Linked DNA regions of Oryctolagus cuniculus: region 1 is linked to region 2. The links are chromatin contacts, called in public Micro-C maps. All regions are on one chromosome and are shown on one strand. Each heading gives the region's core, a stretch centred on a gene start, on an enhancer-like site or on the middle of the called end of the contact. The rest is flanking DNA. Distances are from core to core; before and after follow the strand shown. Region 1 holds the start of SH3GLB1 (SH3 domain containing GRB2 like, endophilin B1). Region 2 holds the start of SELENOF (selenoprotein F).

Evidence for each region. A called contact is a pair of places that touch in the nucleus more often than the background predicts.
Region 1: a contact with region 2 is called in a Micro-C map of ear pinna, with 5 times the contacts expected there. The contact joins the promoter of SH3GLB1 here to the promoter of SELENOF in region 2. A contact is called at or near these places in 2 of 6 Hi-C or Micro-C datasets (ear pinna and an unstated tissue).

Annotation. Positions count from the first base shown.
Region 1 is chr7:84,412,357-84,418,025 of mOryCun1.1, reverse strand. It overlaps SH3GLB1 (SH3 domain containing GRB2 like, endophilin B1), which reads left to right and starts at 4,163. Exons shown (of 10, transcript XM_051857528.2): 1 at 4,163-4,603. The coding sequence starts at 4,532.
Region 2 is chr7:84,222,897-84,228,560 of mOryCun1.1, reverse strand. It overlaps SELENOF (selenoprotein F), which reads right to left and starts at 1,815. Exons shown (of 5, transcript NM_001256960.1): 1 at 1,717-1,815. The coding sequence starts at 1,791. It overlaps HS2ST1 (heparan sulfate 2-O-sulfotransferase 1), which reads left to right and starts at 2,331. Exons shown (of 7, transcript XM_002715521.5): 1 at 2,331-2,875. The coding sequence starts at 2,752.

The sequences.
Region 1 (5,669 bases), core at 2,914-5,413, 190 kb before region 2:
AAGGGGAGAGGGAGTGGGAAAGGGGAAGGTTGTGGGTGGGAGGGACGGTATGTGGGGGAAGCCATTGTAATCCATAAATCGTACTTTGGAAATTTATATTCATGAAATAAAAGTTAAAAAAAAAAAAAGAAAAAGCTAGGAGACATAAAAGGAATCAATCCACAGTGAGTCAGCAGACACAACAAAAGTATTAAAGCCCTAATTACTAAAGAATCCATCTGTATACCATTTATGCAATTAAAAGTATAAATAGTATCATTTATAGAGCCATGTAAATTCAGTTAAAGTAAAAAAAATTTAGAAACTAATCATATCGACTTAAGTATACAGGTTAACTCTGGAAAAGGGAAAGGGATAGAATGTCAAGAAAAGCCTGAAGAATTGATCCAGATTGAAGAAAGATTGAGCAACATTCTAAAGGCCTGCAACATGTGATCTTGGCTTGGATGCTTTTGCTAAACAGACATTGCAATAGTTGGCAAAGCTTCAGAAGAGTTTCTAGGCAAAGGGTGTACAAAGCTTTTGTACTATTGTTGCTTTTTTATTAGCCTGAAATTATTTCAAACTAAAGAAAAAAAATTTTAAAGAAGAGAATGAAGAGGAGAAACATTTCAAAGAAATTGCCAGGACTAGATCAATTGAAGGTGAGAAATCAGGGGGACTCATATTCTTGGCCTAAGTGATTTAGCACACCTGGTTTGACTTACCAATAAAGGAAACCCAAGAAGAGGAGCAGCTATAACAGGCTCACCACTGGAAATATTGAATCTAATATGAACAGGTTGGAAATTTTAGTTGGTAGTGGTGTTGTCATGAGAGCCTAGAACTGTATATATCTTGATTTGACTACTTTTTCATTTAACAATTGTTTAAGAATCCACTGTCTTGCCAGAAATATAAACTATAAAAATATAAAAAGGAAAAGATCACTATCCTTGAGAGATTGAGAGATTCATATCTGGTAAGAGAAATGGAATCTGTCTGCAAGCAAAGGGTAGAGACTGGTAGAATAAGATCCTTCTCAAAGTTGACCACACATTGTAATCACCTGGGGGAACTTTTAAACATTCCAATGCCCAGTCTACACTCGAGGGGTAGGATCTGGGTATCAGTAGCTGTTTGTTTTGTTTTGTTTTGTTTTTTATTTGACAGGTAGAGTTATAGACTGATGGCCGCTACGGCCGGCGCTGCACCGATCCCCGAAGCCAGGAGCCAGGTGCTTCCTCCTGGTCTCCCACACAGGTGCAAAGACCCAAGCACTTGGGCCGTCCTCCACTGCCTTCCCAGGCCACAATAGAGAGCTGGACTGGAAGAGGAGCAACCGGGACTAGAACTGGGCACCCATATGGGACACTGGTGCTGCAGGCGGAGGATTAACCAAGTGAGCCATGGCGCTGGCCCTCAGTAGTTGTTTTAATTCTCCAGATGATGCCAATATGCAGCCAAGATTAAAACATCAGCGGCTGTAGTCAGATGACAACACCTGAGGCACCTCTTCCTCTGAAATATTTGGCAATGATGGGGGAAGGAGTGTGAGAGATCTGAGACAGAAATAAACAAATCTGGACTAGTGTTGAGGCACGGCAGGTTAAGCTGCTACCTGCAGTGCCGTCATTCCATAGGAGCGTCAGTTGGAGTCCCCACTTCTCCAGTTTCAATCTAGCTCCTTGCTAATGCACCTGGGAAAGCAGTGGAAGATGGCCCAATTACTTGGGTCCCTGCCACCCACATGGGAGACCTGGATGGAGTTCCAGGTTCCTGGCTTCATCCTGGCCCAGCCCCAGCCATTGTGGCCACTTGGGGAGTGAACCAGGAGATGTAAGATCTCCCTCTCTGTCTCTTCCTCCCTCTGTAACTCTGCCTTTCAAATAAATAAGTAAATATTTTAAGAAAAGAAAAGAAGCAAATTTGGTTGAAGGAAATCCTGCCAAATCATTTGTTGATGTATATCTTCTCTATACTGAGAAATTAAAAGTTAGGAATGATGGTATATGAGAATAAGACAGGCATCTTGAGAGTAGCAAAAAGTATTATAGCTTATAAAGGACGCAAAAGGAAAAAGCAAAGTCTTTTACAAGTCTGAGAATATCTAAACACTTGAAGAAGTGGATCCAGGGTTCTTTCCCCTAATGGAAGACTTGGTGATGAGATCCTTTTATAGAGAGGGGTGTAAGTTATGGCAGATATACCTGAAGACAGAGATTTGATGAGAAGGTATTTTTCCACATAAAGATGAAAAATAGACAATAAATGAAAAACGGGACTTCGGATTATATATTTCCTTTTCCACATTTCTGGAGAAAATATGTTGAGTTGAAAGAAGGAGTATTTCAAGTCTGGGAGATTCTATTGTATTGTAAGTATGTTAAAAGGTGGCTGTTTCTGTCACCACAACAAATAATACATCTATTTAGATGTTATCTGTTTGTCCTTACAACGTTTTCACTGCACTCATCTTTTTTTTTTTTTTTTTTTTTTTGACAGGCAAGTGGACAGTGAGGGAGACAGAGAGAAAGGTCTTCCTTTGCCGCTGGTTCACCCTCCAATGGCTGCCGCGGCTGGTGCACTGCAGCCAGCGCACCGCGCTGATCCGATGGCAGGAGCCAGGTACTTATCCTGGTCTCCCATGGGGTGCAGGGCCCAAGCACTTGGGCCATCCTCCACTGCACTCCCGGGCCACAGCAGAGAGCTGGCCTGGAAGAGGGGCAACCGGGACAGAATCCGGCGCCCCAACCGGGACTAGAACCCGGTGTGCCGGCGCCGCAAGGTGGAGGATTAGCCTAGTGAGCCGTGGCGCCGGCCTGCACTCATCTTTCAACCTTTATGAGCAGCAACTGCTTCTATAACCGCTGTTTCAGTAAAATTCTGAAGCCTGAATGCCAGCTCACTTCACTGCTTACTGGGCCTACATTTTCCCAGCCACATTAAATCCAAAGGGCATCACCCCACAAAAACCAGCGAGGGTTTTCTTATTCTTGAGATACAGCAATGCATCTCCTTCCATGTTTGTATCTGTCTTACTTTGTTCTAGCACAGGCTGTTAACATAGGCTATAACTGCTTAGGAAGTTACTGGGGATGCAAGGATTGTGAACTTCACAATCTTACTTAATGGTTAACACTAGTCAGGCTGCATTGTTATTAAGACTACCCTAAGTCACTCACCATTTTACATTTCTTTGCCGCTTTCACCAGGCCCTTTGTGTCCCCAGCATGTGCTTTGTGTGCTTGGCACACAGTGTGCACCTGTGTGGCTCTGTAATTCAGCAAGTGCCTCAAGAGAGACCTAAAGTCCCTGAAGCAGGCTGGCGCCATGGCTCACTTGGCTAATCCTCTGCCTGCGGCGCGGGCACCCTGGGCCCGGTTCTAGTCCCAGTGCTCCTCTTTCAGTCCAGCTCTCTGCTGTGGCCCGGGAGTGCAGTGGAGGATGGCCCAAGTGCTTAGGCTCCTGTGCCCACATGGAGTGCAGGAGACTAGGAAGAAGCACCTGGCTCCTGGCTTGGAATCGGCACAGCGCTGGCCATAGCGGCCATTTGAGGAGTGAACCAACAAAGGAAGACCTTTCTCTCTGTCTCTCTCTCTCACTAACTCTGCCTGTCCAAAAAGAAAAAAAAGAGTCACAGGGCTTCTGCTGGGAGTGGGGAGGTTTTCAAAAGTCAAGTAACCGGACTGAGCGCTTGACAGTGCCTTCTTCAGTGTGGTGTCTTCAGCACCTGACTCAGAGCCTGGTGCACAGTAGGTACTCAATAATGCTGAATGAATCGGCTACAGTCCCCATGGGGACATTAAATTGAACTCTATTATGAAGAGGTGAGCTGAGTGCCATCCAAGCCTCGCGGACCAGCGGCACACCCAGCTGCTACAAGATGACCGAAGCCTGTTCTAATTTCATAGATATTGCAATTCTATTCTGTAATTACATGTTTTCTCGTTCAGGAGGTGGAAAAAAAAAAAAAAGAGGAATCTTGGTTGTCTGCGCTCCCGGTTCTTTGATGTTGAAGGCAAACGCGCAGAGCGCTGGGACCCCCTCCACAGCAGTCCCTCCAGCCTGGCAGGCCCAAAGCGGGAGGAGCTCCCGGCACGCCCCGCGGCGGAGCCGCCGCGAGCCTCAAGGGGTCGCTGTTCCCGCGATAACTTCGGGAAAGGCTCCGCCCCGCGGCCGGCGCTTCGCTCGCTTCCTCCGACGGGGGCCCGGCCCCACAAGGCAGGGACGCCCGTCGGCCTGCAGCTCGGCCCCCGCGACCTGCGCGGACGTTGGCGGCCCCACTCCCGGCTGGACGCGCTCTACTTCCCGGCCGCCGCCGCCGCAGCCCGGGAGCGCAGCCTGTTCTGAAGCGCTGGTACTCGATCCTCGCCCCACCCTCCGCCTCCCCCTTCGCGGAAACGACAGCTGCGGCGGCGGCGGCGCTGGCGCCACCTCCCTCCACCTACCACGTCTGCCCCCGCCGCTCTCGCCCGGCGCCCCAGCCCGGCCTCGGCGCCACCGCCTCCCCGCTAGGTCAGCCGGCGGCTCCGCCCGGCTGCCTCCCGGGATGAACATCATGGACTTCAACGTGAAGAAGCTGGCGGCCGACGCAGGCACCTTCCTCAGTCGGGCCGTGCAGGTACCACAGTGGTTGGGGGCTGGGGGGGGTGGGGGGTGGGAAAGGGTGGCGGCGTCCGAGGGGGGACCTGGGAGGGGCCCCCGAGCGCCCAGCCCGAGGAGGCGGCGGCCGCCCGGCGGCATTGCTGCGGCCGAGGCTCGGGCGATGGGCGCGGCCTGGTGCCCCTACGGTCCCGCTGGGCGTTTTCCTCCTCGCTCCTCTCCAACCGCCGCTCTGGGGCAGCGAGACGGGGTGGGGACGGGGCCTGAACCTCCCTCCCGCCCCTGGAGGACACCTTGAGTTCACCTCGGGTCGAGGCGCTGCCCTGGCCGCCCGGGTGAGCCCCTCCCGGGGCCGGCGGCGCCTGGCGAGCGCGGCGGGTACGAGCGCCGCAGACCATTGGGGCGCCACCCCCACGCTTTCCTTTCGCCTCTGGCCCTCCCTGCCGAATCCGAGAAGGGAGTTTCCTCTTCCAGCCCCTCAACCCAGAGAACTCTGCCAAGGCAGTTCCCTCCAGCCCTCTGTCTTCCTGAAAGGACTGTCCCTGGGCTTGGCAGCCCCCGGGGGAGGGAGGGGCGGAAATGCACATCGCCAGTTGGCGTCCAAACTTTGCCAGGGCCAAGAGACCCAGAGTTTGGGGTTCTCGTTGTGCAAACTCAGCTGGGGAGTAAGGAGAGGGGTGGGGGGAAGATTGACGTGGTGTCCGGAGCCGCAGTGGCATGCTTGATACACTTGAAGGGGAACTATAGACTGACTAGCTCTGGGAATGCTGCAATCAAGGACGTGTCAGTACCAGGGAGCTTAGCTTTCTACAGACGTCATCCGCATTGTGCTAAGTCAGTTACATCCAGGAACAGATGTAAATTTCACAACATGGTTGTAAACAATCTGCTGTTTAAGCTAATAACACAGTCACAGTAGCAGCAGCATTCTCTTTTGTAAAGAGAAAATGAAATTAATTTCTCACACGCATACTGAAATGTCAAACCTGTCCCATTGCTTTACTACATTCCTGTCTCCTTTACCTCAGTTTTGGCACAGTTGCTTCTAACATTGCACTGGTCTCACCAAAAGCATGCAAGAGCCA
Region 2 (5,664 bases), core at 566-3,065:
TTGCTTTGACAAATATTTGGCAGAAGAGATAGAAGAGGGTACTTTAAAAAGTTCATGGAAAATGCATATTATGAAAAAGCCATGCATGAGTTTCAAAATTCTCTGCATCAAAATAAACATCTTTTAATTTCATTTTCCCATTAACTTTTTGAAGCGTCTTTTGAAAAGCAGAAGAGAAGAGAAGAGAAAGAGACTGACCTTCCATTTGCTGGTTTACTCCCCAAATGGCTGCAACAACCAGGTCTGGGCCAGACTGAAGCCAGGAGCCAGGCACTCCATCCCAGTCTCCCATCTGGGTGGCACGGGCCCAAGTACATGGGCCGTGTTCTGCTACCCTCCCAGGTGCATTGGGCAGGAAGCTGAATCAGAAGCAGAGCAGCTAGGACTCTAAGGGGTGTGTCAGCATCGCAAGTGGCAGCTTAACCGGCAGTGCCACAGTGCTGACCATCAGCTTTTGCTTTTCGGAGCACTGCCACGAAGAGAAGCTGTTCTAGCCTACTGTAGGATGAGAGGTCACATGGATGAGATCCAAGTCTCCCCAGCTGACAGCTCGAACTATGAATGGGGTATCTTTGGACTTTCCAGGGCACAGTGCATAAGGGAGCCCAGATGAAATCAACAGAGGACTTGACAGAATGACCACTGACTTAAGTCACTAAGTTTTGGGAGGTTACATAGCCACAAACAAGTGAAAGTTATGAGATAGTAAAATTAGGAGAGGGCAACCTGAAATGTTACTCCTTTTGTCTCCCATGGTGGTAGTGATGAACTCAAATGACCTAACAGGAGTTCAGGCAGGGGTGTTCCAGTAATTTCTAAAGCATCAAAAAGTCTAAAAAATGGAGTACTGGACTGGAATGTTAATTACAGAAGTTGGGGCCGGGTAACAAAAGTAAAAAGGCAGGATAGTTTCACATTCCTTGATGAAAGAAAAGCAGAGATGTTTATAGAGGCCTATGTACAGTCCTTAACTCCACCCACATCTGGGATACATCAGTTAAACCAGATCTCCCAGGAGAAAACTTTTCAGCAGGCTTAATGGAGAACACTTGACGAATTAAGACGAGCTAACAAACGTAAAAGCTCTCGCCAGTAAAATTTTATCCTTCATATAGCAACATACATTGCAAACTATGAGGAGTTAACCAAGATTTACTTGTTTCGTGCATGAAAATAAATCAAAATCAGGACTTCTCCTTTCCAAGATTAAGAACTCATCTATTTTGGTAATAGGAAAAAACGAAATAAAACTGCCAGATTTTAAACGGGATTACTGCTCGAGAGAGTTTAAAAAAAAAAAAAAACAACAGAAATCGTTAGCCAGGAGCGAACACTTGAGGGCTTTCCTCTCAGGGGAGCTCCATCATAAGGATACTCCCTAGCGTTTTTGTTGCTTGAAAAGTCTTCACTTCTTCCTAAGCCTTACTGCTTCCCCTCCCCGCAGTGTGATTCAGATTGTTTCAGCTAGAGTTAAGAGAAGCCCCCAAGACGGTCTGAAGTCAGAAGACGCCGCTAGCAAAATCAAAGCGAGGAAGGACAAGCAAGCATCAACCAAGGAATTAAGCCACGTCGCATTCCGGCAGCAGCAGTCACTGAGGAAACCCCATCTTCCGTCCTTTTCCAGCGTGGATCCCAAACAGGCTCGAATGTTCCTCCTCCTTCTCTGCAATCCTTCCTACCCGCCCCGGAGCAGCCACGGAGGAGATCCACACTCACCGCTTGAAGCACGGTGGCCAACAGCAACCGTAGCCCAAACGCCGGGCCCAGCCCTCCACCAGCCCCAGTCGCCATCGTTACCCTCTCGGCTCTGTCTCGGGCTGCCCAGAGGACCCCTCAGCTGGGGCGTCCACACTACAGCCTGATCCGTGACAGCCCGCTAAAGGCCGTTGCCACCGAAACTCTTGTTCTGAAGGGACGCGTGTTAACTCGGGGTATATGAAAACTTAAAGGTGATCAAATATCAAGACAGTCGCCGGGTGCTTTGGATTACCCAAATCAGGCACTTTTCTAAACTCCCCACTTCTGTGCTTCCCCGGGATCCTTTCATTCACGACATTTCGTCAGGCAGCCAGGAGGCCCCGCCTTCTCCAGTTTAAGCCCTGCCTCCGTCCCCAAGTTTACCCAATCGAATGCGGCCTTGATTGAGCCCTGTGGCGGAGGAAGCCAACCGTAAATCGAACCGAGGGCCAAGAGCAGGGACTCTTCGGACCAATAAGCACAACCGCGCAGGAGGACGGGGTGGGGCCTCTGGTTGCCGAGCAGCGTACGTGGATGCGTGCGCGTGGTGGCGGAGGGGGGATGGGCGGGGACTTGGCGGGGGCGGGGCCGAGGGCGGCGCAGCCGCAGCCGCAGCGCTGGTGTAGGAGCGCGCGGCCGCGAGCGAAGGAGGGAGGGAGGGAAGGAAGGAAGAGAGGGAGGCGGGCAGGCAGGCGGGCGCGGAGGTCGGGGATTGAGGCTGTGGAGGGAGGCGAGAGCCCGGCAGCCGCTTCGCGCAGGGTTTGCTGCGCGGGCTTTTGGAGGGGGCGGCCGTTGAGTCGGCTGACGAGAAGCGGGCACCGGCGGCGCTAGTGCTGGCGCCTGGGGGCGGGGGGACCGGAGAGGCGAGAAGGGGGGTCGCTGCGGTGGTGCTCTGGCTGTCGCGCTCTCCTTGCCTGGCTGCCGGCTCGGTGGGCTCCTCCCGGCGTTTCCCTCGCCTCTGGGGCCCCGCTCCCCGCCCTCCGCGGTATGTCTTGATCCCGAGCAGCGGGTTTCATGGGGCTCCTCAGGATTATGATGCCGCCCAAGTTGCAGCTGCTGGCGGTGGTGGCCTTCGCGGTGGCGATGCTCTTCTTGGAGAACCAGATCCAGAAGCTGGAGGAGTCCCTGTCGAAGCTAGGTGAGGAGCAGAGCCGCTCCGCGCTGAGTGCTGTGGACGGGGCTGGGCCGGGGGGCACTGCAGCCCGAGCAAGTGGGCGTTCGTGCAGCCCGGGGTCTGGTTCGCGGGCTGGGAGAGGTTTCCAAGAGAACACAAGCTCCTAGAATGGGGTGACTTGAGCTTGAGTGGCGTGCTGGACTCGCGAGGTCACGGGGCAGAGGTTGCAGGGCTGGGCTTCGCGGAGCCCCAGGGCTGCCCCCGAGTAGGCATTCCGGAGAGAGGGCGAGAGAAGCCCCAACTCAGAGGGAAGAGGTGGCCACGCTCAGCCTTGCTCGGGCAGAGCGCCTCGGCAGTGTCGGAGAGGGGTATTCCAGTTTCGTGTATGGGAACTCGGGCACAGCTTCTTTTGGAGGATGGGGGAGGACCGGTGGTCGTGCAGGAATATTGGTGCGCAGCAATGGAAGGAGGCGCCGGTAATGATGGGGAGGGGGCAGTCAGGGAAACAAGCTGCCGTGAGTTGCACTCCGGTCCCGGGGGAGCGAGGGACCGCCCCACAGGCGGTCGAGGTAGGCTGGCCAGGTAGGGCAGGCTAGCGAGGGAAGAGCTTCAGGGCAGTTCTGAACGAGGGTCCGGGGACTGCGATCTGTTTTAGTGGCGCCGAACTGGTTCATGTGGGCTCCAGAACAGGGATGTGCACGTATGTTGCTTCGCGGCAGCGTTGATGTGAATTTAGAAGAGGGAATGCCGAAGGGGAACTGTGTAGTGAGGTTTACTATTGGAAAGTAAGGTTACACGGTAAACATTTAAGTACCTTGAAGAGTTAACAGTGCTTTAATGGGCGAAGGAGTCTGAAGTGCAAAAAGTTGACGTGTGAAGTTGTGAAAGGACAGAAAAAAGCATAGATAATAGATTCTTTCGATTTAGTATGGAACTGGCATTTGGAAGGGCTCGGTGTGGAGAGCGAATAGTCAGAGAATGACAGTGACCAATTTTGAGTTAAAAATGCACATGGCACTTAAATCAGCTCAAGAGGCTGTCATTTGAATCTGGAAAGACAGTGCAAGGTAAGGGATTGCATGCACTTGCACCTCGGCACCCTTCTAGATACGTTTTGAGAAACAAGCAAACAAATCCCTTCAGCGATATTATTTAGACTAAAGAGTAACTTTGGGAAACAACTAAGTGCTGCTGTGCTGTTTAATTTTTAGGGAATAATTGCAGTTTTGTACGCAGTAGCTATAGCTAGCTGTTTCCAGAGACTTTGCAATTGTCTTGAAATTTTGAAGAGCAGTGTATCAAAGAGTATCTAATAAATATGATTGAAGTGCAGCTATGTTTGAGGGAAGATCAAAAGAGATACTAATCCTTACTAATGCTGGGGCAAAAATTTGAAAAGATATACAGTTTATTTACTCTAATTTTGTTACTGTGCCTTGTAAGATGGGAAAATGTTCACTTAAATAGTAAAGGTTGTCCAGTATACTTTTTCTTTTCATTTGAATCCATTCATCAGCATTCAGAATCATGTTCTGGTCACATTAATGATCCAGCTTTACAGAAAAAAATGATTCCTCATAGAGGAAGTTGGAAGTTGTATTAAAATTTGTACCTGTTGTTTATTGTATTGCTATTTGGAATTCTCTGGGGTTAATTTCTCCAGAACATCATGGTGGGGTTAGCATTGTTTACATTTTTTATTTTAATCATCTAAGTTTTTTTCTGTAACACTTGAAGGGGTTTCCATAGATACAACCTGAGCTTTTTTTTTTTTTTACAGTTATTTTAAGCTGTAGAAAGCCACAGGTAGAACATACTATGCTTTCTTGTAAATTTTTTGCAAACAAGGAAATTCCATCAGAAATAGAGTGCATTAGAATAAATAATTCCATTAGAAATAATAAATATATGTTAAAATGAATCTCAAAACTAATTCAAGGAAATTAATACCTCAAGTATGAAACTGGAAGTATTTTCATCTGGAAATGCAAAAGCATGGCAAGTAAAAATGTATAACTTTGTTTCTATTAGCAGTCATTTGATTTTCTTTTTAAAGTCTTGGAAAAGGCAAGGAATGATAAGAGAGAGATTGCCAGTTGGTAGTCTGACCTCTTAGGAAAGAAACGCAGGTGGCTTATTTTGACAATCAGACTCTATCCTAGGTGTTTTTCATCTATGATGCACCTATTTATCTTTCTAGAACACTATAGAAAGCTATTTTTGCAGTTGCAGGAACAGGCTCAGTGGTTATAGAACTTGTCTAAGACCACATCACTATTGGCAGAGCCAGCATTGGAATCCAGGTATGTTTGATTCCAAGTCAAGTGCTCCTTTAATTACACCCAGCTGCTTGAGACTTCATATTGACATTACACTAAGATTTAGCTATTTGAATAGAATTTTTAAATTGTAATATCAATGTTTAATTGCCTTTATTGCTAAGAATGAATATCATTCTAAGGAAATTCAATTTCAGACAAAAAGAAATTGGTTTAGTGTAATGTCTGCCCCCTGTTTATATTTTAATGAATATAATTATATTACCCGATAAAACCACTGAAATAGATAGCTTATTTCCACTAGAGGAAAAGAAAAATCTCTGGTTGATTTCTATGAGTGTAAAATTGCAACATTGAAAATCATTTGTATTTTGACATCAAAAGAACTTTTTTTTTTTTAAAGATTTATTTTATTTATTTGAAAGGCAGAGGCAGAGGAGAGAGAGTCTTCTATCTGCTGGCTCGCTCCCCAAATGGCTACAACGGCTGGAGCTGGGCCCCTCTGAAGCCAGGAGCCTGGAGCTTCTTCCAGGT